Linked DNA regions of Dromaius novaehollandiae: region 2 is linked to region 1. A link is a contact called in public Hi-C data. All regions are on one chromosome and are shown on one strand. The core of a region is the stretch at or near the end of the contact, and the rest is flanking DNA. Distances in the headings are between cores, read along the strand shown.

Region 1 (7,364 bases), core at 1,273-3,772:
CTGAGGTTTTGGTTTTTTTAATTTTGATTACATGTACAATAAAATATTTCTTGATATCCACTTAGTCTATTTGGATGACCCATCTTTTCTTTGTTACTGAACAACCTCCATTCTATGCTCTGGCTCCTTATTTAGACAGTCCATGTCCAAATTCTAGGTTGCAGAGAGGGCTTGTCAGACCTGCTGCCTGGAGCTGAATGAGCCACAGCACTAGGGTTAAAGGCGCACGATGAACCAGTGAGTTGAGACAAACAACTGCTGTGTGGTCCTGATCTTACTTACTGAGCTGTAAATACCTGCAGATGGGGACATGCAGCTGTGTTCCCTTTCCTTTCTGTCCTGCTTGCCAGCTCATTTAGACCCCTTCTGGTTGTCTGGTTACTCTTCTGAGTGCTGTGAAGGTTCTCACAATATAGAGTATCAGAAGATAAACTTGCTACCCTGAGATTGCATGGACCATTCTGACGTATTAGAGAAATACCTAATGGCATTGGATGAGAGGGGCAGAATCGACTGTATGATGTACACAGAGGACGCAAACTGCAGCTGCAGGAGGTGGTTACGCTTATCTCGTAGCGCACTTTCACATAGTGGAAAGGATGAGGATGAGCAGGGAAGTATCCATATCCCTCACAATTGCTCACAGCATTCACACTCAAAGACAGTATAATACTGTAATGGATTTTTATCAAAATGCCCCGTTCTCTAGTTCCAACAAAAAATTGACTCTGAAATCAAGCTCTCACTGATTTATAGCCAGAAAAGCTTGTTTAGAGGTCTGTGTAGACCATCTTGTGGCATATTTTAAATCTAATCTACACTTCCTATCTGAGAATGCATAGCTGACCAATGTCAGGGTCCTTCCTTATGTTGCAAAACTTCATCTAAGTTTCAGATAAGCTGTGTGGCAGGCTTTAACAATGAATCTTTTAGTGTGGTATTGAACTTAGTCAATGGACTGATTAGGAATAAGTTGGATTCAAAAAAGGGGCTATTTTTTTTTTTTATGTGGCTCAAACTTTATATTACATATTTCAAAGGTAAAACTCTCCAAGGCTTTTTTATGAGTAGACTCAGAAGTCTCAGTTGTACATGACTTGGCTATCAGTGAAATGTTACGAACGAAAATCTGTAGAAAAAGATGAATTTCTGCTTGCTTAGCATGGCTTTTTTTTTTTTTTTTTTTTAATCATTAACTAAACATATTTCACTAAGGTAAAATTTAACCTTTAGAAGCTTTATCTGCTTCACTCTGTTTGTCTCATGAGTATAAAGGGAATGGCAGTTGCATGGATGTATCCAGAGCAGCAAGCCGCCTTATCAAATCCTAAGTAACTGTGGCCAGATGACTCACAAATGTGTTTGTTCCTTTGGAGGAAGTAAGGGCATGGTCTGTAGGTAGCACTGTATAATCTACTAAATATAAATATGCAAAAGAAACTAATAGTTGGAAGAGATTCAAATGTAGTATTGCTTTGATCACCTGTGCAATGAAAGAAAGTAGTTTTAAAATATCAGTAATCTACAGTTTTTCATTTTTCATAAAATTAAATGTAAAAATATTCTATAAACTAATAAACCAAAATATATGAGATCATTAGAAACTTTGCTTTTTGCTTGCATATCATGAGCCTTCCACCAGCCACCTCAACATACATTGGTGGGCAATTAGTTTGGCAGCTCTAAGCTACCTGTATTTGTGTACCCTAGATCTCTTGCCAGTTTTGCTATGTGATCTGCCCTTGCGCAGAGAATTTGAGCCAGATTCATTGATTTAGACTCTATCTAATTACCGTAAGGTAGGTGGGATTGGCTTATATATGGAATACTGGGTCCATTCTTTCCTGATTGCTCTATCATACAGTTAGCAAGGGTTGCCTTACATGTAGCTGTTTTATAACTGAATTACTAAGTGCTCTTAATTTTTGTTTCAAAGGCCCTGGTATGATGTGAATCATGCTTTCTGTGAGAGCTAGAGGCTTAGGTATTCCTTAGCATTTATCCATCCCAAACCAAGATAAACTCATGTAGAAATGCAGGTTGACTGTAGGATTTCCCTTCTATGTTTTTATGTTTGGATTTTCCATTCTTCCTCTGAAATATACTAACACCTTCTTCAGTAAACACTGATTTGCAGTAACAAATGCTAAGGAGGTACACCCTCTTCTTGCCTTTACCTTGTTTGTAGGGAAAGACGCAGAATAGAGTTAAACTTGCTCCTAACTTTATTATTTTTATCTTTCAAATAAAAAAGATTCCATGGCCCATGTGCATCTATATTGATTTTCCTTTCCACTGCTTGTTTTCCTTAGATTTTCAGTTTAAAATGCATGCATCTCTCAAAGCTCTTAAGAGCGTTCATGACCTGAAGTTCACCCTCCATGTTGCTGATCAGGAGTGGGCACTGCTTGCCAATGTTCCTTGCTGCTGCTAAGCTATAGCCATTTTTCTCTTCTAGGCGCTGTCCTTTGTCGTACCTCTGTTCTCATTATATTTCTTCTTCTTTCTTTCTTAGTTTGTGGCTCCTTCTCCAAGTTTCCTCTGCAGCAGCATGTCTGTGTTGGAGTTTGACTCTTTGAGATGGGTGATAGGAGCTCTTGAAGCACACCTCAACTGCTGCCTGAGCTTACTGATGTGTCAGGTGAGCGGGTCTTGCATGGCTGAGCTAAGGATGCCCGAGGCAGCAGACAGGGAAGGTGAGTGTGTCTGTGGAAACACCCTGCTGTCTCACCCTCAGGTACAAGACTCCATCCCATTAAGCACCCATAGCAATGTGGCCATACTTGCTCTTCTGCTCGCTTTAGCCCTTGCAGGTTGGAAAAGAATATAGTATCAAGCTGCTATTCTCCATCTCTGACTTTGTGCTGTGTCCCAACTACGGGGTGGCCACCAGTCTTTTTAATCTTCTTGTTTTCTGTGAGGGTAAAGAAAGGTTGTGAATGTCTAAATGTTATCTGTGGAACATTCCATTTAAAACTTGATCTCTTAGGCATAATTTAAAAGAGGCAAGTAAGGTTGTTTATTATGTTCAGTCCAACCCTTTTTGGGAGGAGAAATGCAAAGCGTGTAAGTATGTTTTATAGGAAACAAGGGATGTTTTAGTCCTTTTATTTCAAAATGGTAGTTTTCTTGTTTTAGTGTGTGAATATATCAACTGCATGTTCTACTGTTTGAAAGCATGGTCTGAGTATGGTTAGGTTTAATAACCAGGATGAAAGAGAGAAGAGTGAAACTGAGGGAAGGTGGAGAGCACAGTGAAAGGAATGGTGGTGTGGTTAAAGCATGCAGAAGCACTGGGGGGCTTGATTTGAGGGGCTATAAGGAAGGGGACCTGATCCAATAGCTGTTAATCCAAATGAACACAAGAGGGCTACAATAACACATTTTTTTCTTGATAGAAGTAGAATTCTGGATGGAGCTTTATTAATGTTTACTTACCTTTTGGCCTGATCGTAGTTTTCTACAGCTAGGAAATGGAATAAAATGCTACTTGACACCCTTTAAGTGATTGTGTACCCCTGTCAATTCAGTACAGGCTGTAATGGTTTGAGAATGCAATTTTTACGCTTCTTTAGTGCTTTAAACTGCTGAAATGTGGTGCTGCTTACTGAATACGCTATTGCTGCTGATAAGTACAAAAATCTGTGACACTGAAATACAATTCTATATGTTCCTTAGGGATATGAATGTTCTGTCTTGCACTTAAGTTCTGGAGGATTCAGATCTTGTGAGGAAATGACAAAAAGGAGCAAATGAAATGCAGGGAAAAATTGTCTGGAAAAGTACAAACCCCTGCCTAGTAATCAAGAGCAAGTGTTAGATTGCCTTTATTGATCCAAAGAGCAATTAAAAGCTACCTCCTGCAGTTGAATATAGATTGGGCTTTTACATTTTTTCTTTCCCCTATGGACTTAGTATTGAGTGGAAAAAAACCTGTGCAGCAGGTCTCCTGTAAAATCACCAAGTGCTCATGAACCTGAACTCCTTGGTTCACAAAGGTCTGCTCATCTGAAATAGTCTGTGGCTCTGTGTGCATGACAAAAGCTCAGTGTAGGTGCTGAAAAATGAGACCAAGGAGAGTGTTGGCTAGAATCGGTGTAAATGGTGAGTGCTCTGCTTCACTGTTTTGGTACTCGGTGTGAGTAAGGAGACTTCTTTCTGTAATAGGAGGGCATTTTTTCAGAAGGAAATGTTGCAGCTTTTCAGAAGGAAGCAGGAATGCTATATTTTGTTCTCTTCCTGTTGTTCTTTAGACAATGGTTTCTGTCTCTTGATGTGACCTGTTGGGTTTCATTTGTTTCCCTGAAAACGTACGTGGAATATAATTTTGCAATTAATTGTAGATCATTAGTGAACATGTAGCTTTACTTACATGGTCCGCAGTTAGCTTCTGCAGCCCTTAAAATGTGAAGACGTTAGGAGGGCCTTATGTAAAACTTGTGGCAAGTTTAGGACTTCATCAGTCCATGGCATATGACCTTTTAACAATGACATCTGTTCAAATAAATAATGTCCAGATTCACCAAAACTAATTCCTAGAAGCTAGGAAAGCTCTTACCAGCATCTCTATGCACATGAAACTCACTGAAGCCGCTGCAACTCTCAATGTGAGCATTTCTTATTTCTGAATGTGATAGCTGCTAGAAGAGTGGAATGCAGACTAAGAGGATGCAATATCCAGTGGGGAAAAAAGCTGCCTTCCTTAAAAGCCTTTTCAAAGGACCCTTAAGGAAGGGATATGAGTGTTTTCTACCAGGCAGAGATAAAATCCAAAAGAGAAGGGCCTCAGTCTTTTTGCAGCCTGTTTTGAGTTAGCGGAAAAACTTTGTGTTACTTTACAAACTTTGTGTTCAGATTAATTAATGTGGCCTAAGGGAAAGACCTGAAGGAGTCCACGGCATGGAATTTTCCTGGCTTGCTGTGATCTCCCATCAGTTTACCTGGCACAGCCATTCTCCTGCATCCCCCATTCCCCTTGTTGTACAATGCTGATAACCATCGGTTGGTTTCTACTAGGAAAGTTTGAGCTATCATCTTTATCACAAAACTATGCAGGTACACTGTGCAAGTGGTGGGGGGAGCAGGAGAATTACAACTATCTACGGCTTCTAGTTAGTCACTCATTAAGTACAGTCTGGCTTTCTGTGCTGAAAAACATCTAACTTGGGCATGGTCTTATATTTGCAGTCTTTCCTCTGTAGGGCAGCAAATTTCTTAACTCTGCTAACTTTCAAGATTGGCTATAATGTGTTAATGTTTGCTACTGTTGTTAATGTGCATTACATGCATGATGCGTTTGCTGCTGCTTCTTTCTTTCTGATGTACTTGCAAAAAACACAAAAGCAGGTAGCTAGTTCTCTTGAGTTCATGGGCCAAATTAAATTAGATCTTTGCATAGAAAAATAAGATTATTGCAGTAAGATTGTTAAGCAGAAAATATTATTGTCCATCACTGGAGTAAACGGGAGCACACAGCTAGGTGGGATGTAGGCTGCTGAAAAGAGTTGTTTTCCTGTAACTTTTTTTTTTTTTTGTCGGGAATGCTCAGCCCTTAATTTCTAATTCATTTTTGAGATGAAAAGATTGATACCCTGCATCTCCAATACAGCTACGCTGGGGTGTCTGCATGCTTGCAGCGCAGGCCTATCCAGTTCCAAGTAGGCATACCTAGCGTACCAGCTGCCTTTCAGAGATCTGGCTTTCCAAATTCTGCTGGTGATCACAGTGGACATTCATTGCTTCCCAACACTGAGGAACATCTGGGTTTTAACTGCAGAGCCAGCTCTCTGCTGTTCTGCACAGGCCACAGCAGGTAGGGCCAGGGACTGCGTGGGACAGGAGCGTGATTCTGCTGTTCTGGGGAAAGCAGATGTTTACGCCTTGGGGGAGGCAGTGTTCCTGCCTTTAAGCATGATTAGCACGGCAGCTTTCGTGGCGTGTTTACTCACCTGAGCTACCTTTCAGAGAACCTAGCAAAAGGTTTCGTTCTACTTTATCAGATGCTGTTTGCAATAAGTATATATTTGGCAAGCTCACTGAGGGCAAGATAGAGCCCCAGCAAAGTCAGTGGGGCCAGTGCAGTCTGTTCTTGTGGCATACTGTGTGCTGCACCACAGCTGAATGGTAAAAGGCGAATTTTCATGTGGTCTATAGCTACCGCTGCTTTGCAGACCCAGGATGTGCAGTCAGAAAGTAGAGGCAAGCAAGCAAATGAAGTGTTGTGAGATCTGTAGGGAGCTGGAGCTCACATTTCTTGTGTTGCACTCCAGAAGTAAAGCAGAGCACTAGTCAGTTAGCAGCAACACACTGAGCAGCGTGCCTCTTGCTGCCTGGCAGAACTGGGTTGAAACATGGAGAAATTAGAACTGAGCAAGTAGCAGCAAAGGAGTCTAGGAAAAGTGTGTCTATACAGACCAAGTTGTAGCTTAGGGAGAGGAAGGGCTGTGCATGCGCAAGGAAATGCGGGAATTACCTCCACACTGCTAAATGAGAGAATAAGGATCATGCTTCTGCATATACATTCATACCGACCTGTGTTCTTTATGGCTAAGAGGGTGTAGCTGGAAGGGTGATTTAGGCATAGGTTGAAGTATAGCTATATGCCTAGAAACATGCCTCTCTTAAAGGATAAAATCTGCTTACCAGTGGTAATGTTTTCTCACTGTAAAATCAGATATTTTTTTCTTGATGTTTTTGAACACCCTATTTCTGTTAGTTATAAAGCTAGTTCTTCCCTCTTTTCTCTAAAAACATGATATCATTCCTCCTTCCCTTCTCACTGTGCTCTTGCAAATGAGCATTTCCAGCTGTGAATGGATTTCAGCCCAGCCTGCCCTCCCAGCTGTGCGCACGCAATTGCTTTTGTCAGAGGGCCTTGCCCTGATGCCAACGCAGAGGGGCTAGAAGGGGTTCGAGCAGTGTTGTCCGTTGTTGACACCATGCTGTTCCCTGGCGTCCCTGAGCTCCTTCAGGTTTCTCTTTCTCCCTGATGACTCAGATGCATCTGGAGTCACGTGCAAGAGCGGGGCGCCGCAGTCAGCAGCTCTCGCTGTAGCAGGTGGGAACCATACCCCAAATCCAGACACCCCAAAGGTGGGGTTGGGCACTGGGGAACATCTCTCCCTTCAGCGGTAAACAATTAAACTTCCTCCTCCTCACTATATGCTTCTATGGCACAGTTTGTATCCAGTTTGGCCCATGGTTAAGAGCTCGAGATGCTGTAGGCTGGATTTAGAGCCTCTGATTCACATGCTGGGCCCGTGGATGTTGCATGTGCTTTTGGCACCAGTTACCTGTGAGCAAATCCCTGCCAGAGGTTACAAGGATTTGCTGATCAGCTGGCAGAGCTGCTCGTGCAAGTGCTT
Region 2 (7,364 bases), core at 2,473-4,972, 110 kb after region 1:
TGACCATATTTAAAAGCTTAATGTATCTGACAAATATAACTTACTCCTCTCCCCTAAATTCCTTGACATTTCTCCCCTTACCACCACCACCTTTCCCAATTGGATTTAAATGAGTAATCTCAGCTTCAAAAGGTTGGTTCGATATTTATGTTGGCTATTAAGGTCGGGGAGTCAAGAGATGAGAACGCTAATTTCTGCAAGCAGATTGCCTGACATTTGAGCAAGATTGAGAATTCCATCAATATAGTGCATTTTCTTAGCAAAAGGTTCATGTAATTTCTTGAGCATTAATCAGCAGAAGTCAGTCCTGACTGAAGAAGAAATGACAGCAACCTGGTTGCTCTTCACCGTGTCATCCAGTCTCATTTGACTGTTCATGCAAATGGGAGTTACAGATTGCACAGTATAAGAAAAATCTCACGTCCTCCTGTACAGTCATCGGACCTGATGGTGGAAACTGTATGGGAACCTGCTGAACTGAGGGGATGCAGCTCAGCTGCCAGACACTAGAAGTTACCACATAGACATAGGAGGATGTGCAAATGGGCTGAGGGCCAGAACATCTGCGGCACCATGGTGCAGCTAATCCATGTCTTCAGTATGGCACCCTCTTCCTTCACTGCAGGGGTGTGTGAACCCTGCTTTTCTAGCTGTGGAGCCTTAGGGAGAGGAATTCCTGTGTAAAGAAAGCCAAATCCAACTAAAACACACAGGATTTTTTTTGCCTTGGCAGAAGATGGAGGAATAGACCCCTAAAGTGTGCATCACTGAGTCTACCGACTTTTGTGGAGGCTGCAGTCAGAGGAACTAAAGGCTTTTAAGGCATCTTCCTAAATGTTCAGTAGACTTAAAACACCAAGATGGTTCCTTCTTTACAGAAGGACATTTGAGTAACACCGTCATGCTGGGAATTGCATGTAAGCAAATCAGCTCCTCAGCTATATTTCAAGGAGCAAACAGGGAATGCCAGGGAGGGAAATAAATCAGGCTTGTAGGATCAGAATAATCTCAGGGTGAAGCTCATTTGTCCTTTTAGAGACTTAAGCTGAAAGAATAAAGTCTTTAAAATTGCTGCCGTCTTGCATGCATATACAAAAAGTTGAGGACTATCGTACTTTTTTGCTTCAAGACATTTTTCCTTTCCAAGATTCCCCATGAAATTTAGATCACATTGAAAAACATATTCAGCTAACTTACATCACCAGCACATTAAACAGAGGAAGGGGGAAAAAAACCAAAAGATACTAGAATAAATAACAGTTTTAAACTGCTGATTAATTACCAGAAATGATTCCCTTCGGCATACTAGTTGCACAGTCTCCCTCTGCTATTCAGAAAGATTTGCGACTGTTTTTCTCAATTTCTTAAGCTGTGATTAAATTTTTGGATATGATTTATGGAAAGTCTGTTAGCCTGAAGGTCCTTTGAGTGATGAAACGTGGGATGCGCACTGCATTAGTGCTGTGTCCTGGCTTGCGACGTTTATCACAGTCATGTGCTTCTGAGGAAGGTACCGCATCTTGCTGTGGGCAGCTCTGAAAGACCTGCTGATCTGGGGAAAAAATGTCTCTATTGCCCATTAATTAATGGCTGATTTTGTTGGAAACAGCCCTCTTCTCATGTGATCTTGAGCCAGCTGTTCCACAATGTGTTACTGAGGACAAATAAAGACTGTGACCTTTCGAAGTTAATGAGAGTTTTGTCTTTCCTCTAGAGCTTCGTGCTAATTTTAAAGGAATGCAAATATCTCCACAAAAGCCCACATGGCTTTTCCAAAGACCACTGGTCAGCATTAAACAGACACACTTAAGAAAGGTTGTACTTGTCTGCATAAGCTTAGCTCATGCATATAAATGAGCATGCATATGTGTACATGTACATATACATATATACCCCCACATATATATAGGGAAATTCTAGAGAGAGTAAGCACCTAGTTTACATTTGTATGCTGAATTAAGACCGTGGACAGTTATTGGCCATTCCTGAGCTTTCAGTCATTTCCAGGAGTTTGTACTTTTTTTTTTTTTTTTTTTTTTTTTTTTTTTTTTTTAAAGCTAAGAGCAGAATTTGGTTAAATTTTACTTCACGAATGTACAACTGTCACAAATGAGGCCTCAGTCTGGCTGCCTCAACTTGTCTGGCACTCAAAGCTATCTACTAAAAGCTTCAGGAAACTTCTATATGAAAGCACAAGAAAAGTTAATTCAAATTAAGAAACAATCGGCTGTTTTCTAATAATCTAATTCAGAATATTTATATTAGTCTATTTCAACACGTCCTTCTTGCATTCGTGGGATTTACGCGCTCCCTCTTGTGGCCAAGTTAGCAATTGTGGACTGTTATTTCCAGCCAAACACCTGGCGTAGGGTAACGGGCAACAGCAAAGGGCAGTATTTTGCTCTCTGAAGCAGCAATTGATTTTAGTCTCCACAGCAGCTAAATAAATCCCCAGAACTTGCATGAAACCTGTCGCACCTGGGGGAAGGTGTTTCTCCGCTGCGTCGGGCAGCCGGGGGACAGACCAGACCTGCATCTGGAGCAGATGCTCGATGCCGTCTCCAGCAAGACGCGGCGCGGCTGCGTGTCCTTGTGCCGGAGCCAGCGCCTCTGCCACGGGCCTCCTTCCGACCGGCCCACTAACGCCCCGAGAAAGAAACACCCAATCCCCCACCCTTCTGCGGGACGAGCCGCAGGGAGATCGCGTGTGCTGAGCGAGAAGCACAGACACGTGCAGAAACAGATTGAACGAGTTTCTGAAACCAGAAGTTTCAGAGTTTGGAGGTCGAGTTGCGAACTACACCCTTCAAAGCGAACTGTCATGCTGTGCAGGTGTACCATCGGAGCGCTTCTCACGACCGCGTTTAAACCGACAGGGTAGTATTTACAAACTCACGGCACCGATTTGCAGCTAATTGTTAAAAGCATGACTGAGATTTCCCATCTGTTTTTAATACAAGTAAAATGGAAAGAGGAAAAAATGTCATTTCTTTCACCCTAAATTCATTTTTTCTCAAACCAGATGAATAGTTTCAGGAGATCTTGTTGCCTCATACCAACAAATGCTGGACCGCAGATTTAGTGATTTAACCCTTGAGAGATCTGGATTATGCGTATGGCAATAAACGAGTTACAGCTATCCCAATCCTGTAATTTGCTAATTCTGGAACCGTATTATTGAAATGTTTTGCAGGCACTGTGCCACAAGAACAGAGTCCTGCAGGCTTTAGATTACTGTATCCTTTATTACTATACTGAGAAAGTTTGCTGGAGAGAAGTTCACTTACTAAAAAGAATTAATTAAAATTCATCAATAGCATTATTTTTCTTGCAGATCAATGCCACCTAATAACAAGACTATCAATTTCTGATAAAGTTCTGGACCATATGTTCTAGAAAGAAAAATTTAGTCTGCGCCTAAATATGCAAATTTCAGACCAGTCATATATAATCAGTTACGACAATGGCATAGGCAAAAAAGATGTTTAAAATGCACAAATGGCAAAAAGACTTGCTGATTTTTTGGAGCGACAATTATCTGATTTCAGTGCAGAACTGCTTTTTTTAAGCATGTTGACTGGATGGCGCAAATGCACACTCTAAGGTTTAGACCTCAGGCTTCTTTTTAAAAAACTATATCCCCCCCTGCTTTTCTCAGGGCTCTTAGGGGCCTCTCTCATTGTACGCACCAGACTTCAGATCCGAGCACCAAGACAAAGCCTCGGTCACAAGGCTGAGTGTCAGGTTGCTGCAATAACATCCGCCCGAGGAAGTTAAAAGCTTCGGTTATAAGAAGGAGCAGCAACAAAGCCAGCTCAAAAAGCGCCACGACATGTGAAGCTGCTGCACAAACTGCTGAACAAGCTCAGTGATGTGTTATTTCACATTAAACAGGATTTTGCTTTCGCAGGGTTCTCAAAGGATGATAGAAAACGCACTGGAAGGGCACATGGTGCTCCCGCGCCTGGGAGAAGCCCTCCCTGGGGCCCCAGCGCGGGCAGCGTGGTTCGCCCTTTCTCAACGAGGAAGGTGCCCCGAGGCTGCCGGTGCCTAACCTCCTCTCCCCAGGGCCGCGGGCTCTCCAGAGCCAGGTCGCTCCCGTCTCGGGAACACCCGTTGGTGCAGGTACAAAACACAGGCTTCTCCCTTCGCTCCCCCGCCTTCCCCTTCCCGGGGTTGAGAGGGAAAACTGATTTCAGAGATCGTTCCCACCGTCAGAAACCAAAAACTCCGTAATTCTTTAAGTAGGTTGATCTTGAGTTGAAAACCTCACACAGCAGAGAGGAGCTTAATTTCAAGCGAATTTTGAGGGGAAAATGGATCCACAATGCACCTCAGGAGTGCTCATTTCATCAGCCGTTCATCTGGCTTTGCCCTGGGCTGGGAGCACAGCCGTCCCCACAGGCCTGCGGCAATGCGATCGCCGCGACGGCCAGCGCGGGCAGTGAGTTGTGAACTACAGATGCGCAGCTTGGATAAGACTTTCAAATGTTAAAAGGCTTCAGCTGGGATCCGTTTTCCAAAATTACCAGTATTGTGAGCTCTTTGAAATCTAACCATTTTTGCACATTTTAACACTGGATATTTACATTATTATTATTTTTTTTAACATTCTTTCAGGCAGAAAGAAATTAGACAGATTAATAACATACATTTTAGAGATAGTACCTTGTAGTTAATTTACTTTGGAAGGTAAGTGATATTTGTGTCATCTACTAGCTAACATGATGCTTAGAGTTGCTGCAAATACCTAATTACATTATATGTTATGAAGCAGATATAAAACTAAAACCTGTTTAATAGTTAAGCCTGTTGCTATAACAACCACATTTCAAGGGCACAGATATAGAAAATACACACAACATCTGCATTAACAAAATCTCATTACAATTGAACTTTACCTGGCAAAAGAACGAATTACATTTGAAACTTCTTTGTTCAACAAGGAAGCAAAAAAATAGGGCCTTCTGTTACTGTCAACAGAACCGAATCTTTAAACACCAACAGCCTCTCGAAGGGAGATTTGCTATTTAATTAATCTGCTTGTGGATTCCTCCCTAAATGCTTCCCCTCCAAGGAAAGGGATTCAGCCTCCGGATTCTCACCTCAGTCATGCAGACATTTAGACATCTGGCTGTTCTCACTTAAGTCAGTGGGAATATTGCCTTTGACGCATATTGCACCAGCTTCAGAAACTGTGACTTCTTTTTTGCCCACAAAATTAGGAAATGAGTGTGAGGAGCAGAAACAAAGAAAATGATTCACAGTGTAATGTAGCATAACAGGCCAGGCAAGGAATTGGCAGAAAGGGGTTTTGATAGTCAAACAATCATATTTGACCCAACTCTTTCCATTATTTAGCAGCCCAGGATAGGAGATGGCTAAGGAATAATTAAGAAAACCTGGAAGCAAAACCACTTATAAGTCAAGCTGAGGCCAATGGAGACCAGTGCTTGGTGAAGTTCAAGAGCAGTAGATGGCTTTGTGACATTCCGAGTAAATACAAATGATTTTCACAGACTAGGGAAGTTCAACTCTACTTAAATGCAATACTACACAAGACTGTTAAACACAAAACACAGTAATAGCCAGTGTTTGGGTTGCTAAGATTGTTATTTAAAAATAGAGAGTTAATATAATAGAAACCTTTTACCTCATACTGTAAATTATTTGCATACTCTGAACGGTGACATTAGAAAGGAGCACAGCCCTACCTTATGCAGGGATTACTTCCACAAAATCAGGAGACTTCAGTCCAGATGACATTGTCAACCTTTCTCTGAAAACAGGGAACTTGTAAAACATCCCAGAGCCAGAAAGACTAAAATGATTAGGATCTACTCTAGGAAATAATTATCTTCAGCATAAAAAGTATTCACAAAGAAAGCTTCAAGTATATGACAATATTGCATAGAGGGTCAACAATTGTGTTACTTTTTAAAAAGGGATTGATATGGCTTCCTCCTAGTAAAATCTGTGATTAGCACTGTTAGGCATGAAGCATACTCATGGAAAAATAAAAGGTCGTAGCAGTACGTGTACACTTTCGATTTACAAATTACTTGACATTTCTCTACACTATTTCTTTCATCAGCACATCTCAAACAATATACCTTCAACAATAAATGCCTGTTATTTGACCTGTTCCATTCCCTCCTCCTCCTCAGTTTCTTGGATTTACATATTTCAATGTCCTAGGAAAATAGTTTCAGAAGCAAGATTAAATTCAGCACAAGTTTCACAAAGCTTTCCATAACTGTGACTTTGTCAATAAGAAACAGAAAATACAGGTTTCTCTAAAGCTGTCTTTTATCTTCCTCTTGAAAACAGCAACTGTGGCTTTGAATTAACATTTGTTGTTTTCATTTGACTGCACACCTTTTAAAGAAGCAACAAGAGCATTGGAAGAAGAAGTTAATAACTGTGTTATATTATTCAAGGTTTCTAGTTTCAACACAGATTGCATAGTAGTAAGGCAGTCTGCCAAAGTCAGACCACAGAAAGAGATTTAGCAATAAAAATCACACTTTCTTCTTTTTAAATATAAACACAAGAGCAAAACTGTTTACAACATAAGGCAATAATAGCATTATACCATTGACGATGGAAAAATGCAGGTCACAAGCGTCTTCTAAACCAAAACTTGCCCCATCCCTAAGAAGGGCTTTTTGGCTGGATGAATTTCCAATCGCTCTTTTATCTATTCTTAACCTTAGAGACTTTCAAGCTCTTTGAGAAATCTGCTTGTTGATTACTGGACATACTCGATTCTTCTAATTCAAAGCTCTAATGGGAGGAGCAGAGAGGGTCAAATGCATCATAAAATGTGTTATGACAGCTGTTAAAGACAAACACTGAAATCCTCACCAGTGAACGTCAGAGAGAGTTTTGCCATTGATTTAAGAAGAGTCAGGATTCCACCCACTGAGCTGATGCATGAAACAGGAGACATAACCTGGAAGCAGAAAAAGCTGCTGTGATGCTAACCACCAGAAACAAAATCCCTGAACTGGCAGCTATTTACCCAAAAATCTATGTTAAAAAAGTGAGACTAAGATCAGAGAAGCTAAATCAATGTTACTAATTTACAAATGAGACCCAATTAAACCAATATCTGATTCCTATCCTCTAAAGATCACGAGCGTCTAAACTAAATGTGCAGAGCATGTTATTAAATAGCTCGTGTTTCATTACAGGAAAAGACTGACAAAGGGAGGAAATAACCTCATCACTTCATTGACATTAATTGGCATCACATGTACACCTGTATCTGAGAGAGGGCCATAGTTTTTCACACCTCACTCCTTTCTTCTTAAGAAGACTGGTGTGCGAGAAGAGGTAATCTTTTATTTAAACTAACTGAT

What was found. Hi-C and Micro-C count contacts between places; a contact is called where the count stands out from the background.
Region 2: a contact with region 1 is called in a Hi-C map of ovary, with 2.5 times the contacts expected there. The contact joins the enhancer-like site here to the promoter of AP1S3 in region 1. A contact is called at or near these places in 2 of 4 Hi-C or Micro-C datasets (brain and ovary).

Annotation. Positions count from the first base shown.
Region 1 is chr9:21,764,214-21,771,577 of bDroNov1.hap1, forward strand. AP1S3 (adaptor related protein complex 1 subunit sigma 3) reads left to right here and starts at 2,523. Exons shown (of 5, transcript XM_026109591.2): 1 at 2,523-2,641. The coding sequence starts at 2,552. WDFY1 (WD repeat and FYVE domain containing 1) reads left to right here. Exons shown (of 12, transcript XM_026109590.2): 12 at 1-60.
Region 2 is chr9:21,870,414-21,877,777 of bDroNov1.hap1, forward strand. All of the region lies in intron 2 of LOC112988872 (a long non-coding RNA gene), which reads right to left. Among named protein-coding and RNA genes, the nearest start is that of SCG2, 50 kb to the left of the region's middle. Within about 2 kb of position 3,723, at least 2 of the 2 cell types and tissues checked have open chromatin away from gene starts, as enhancers often do.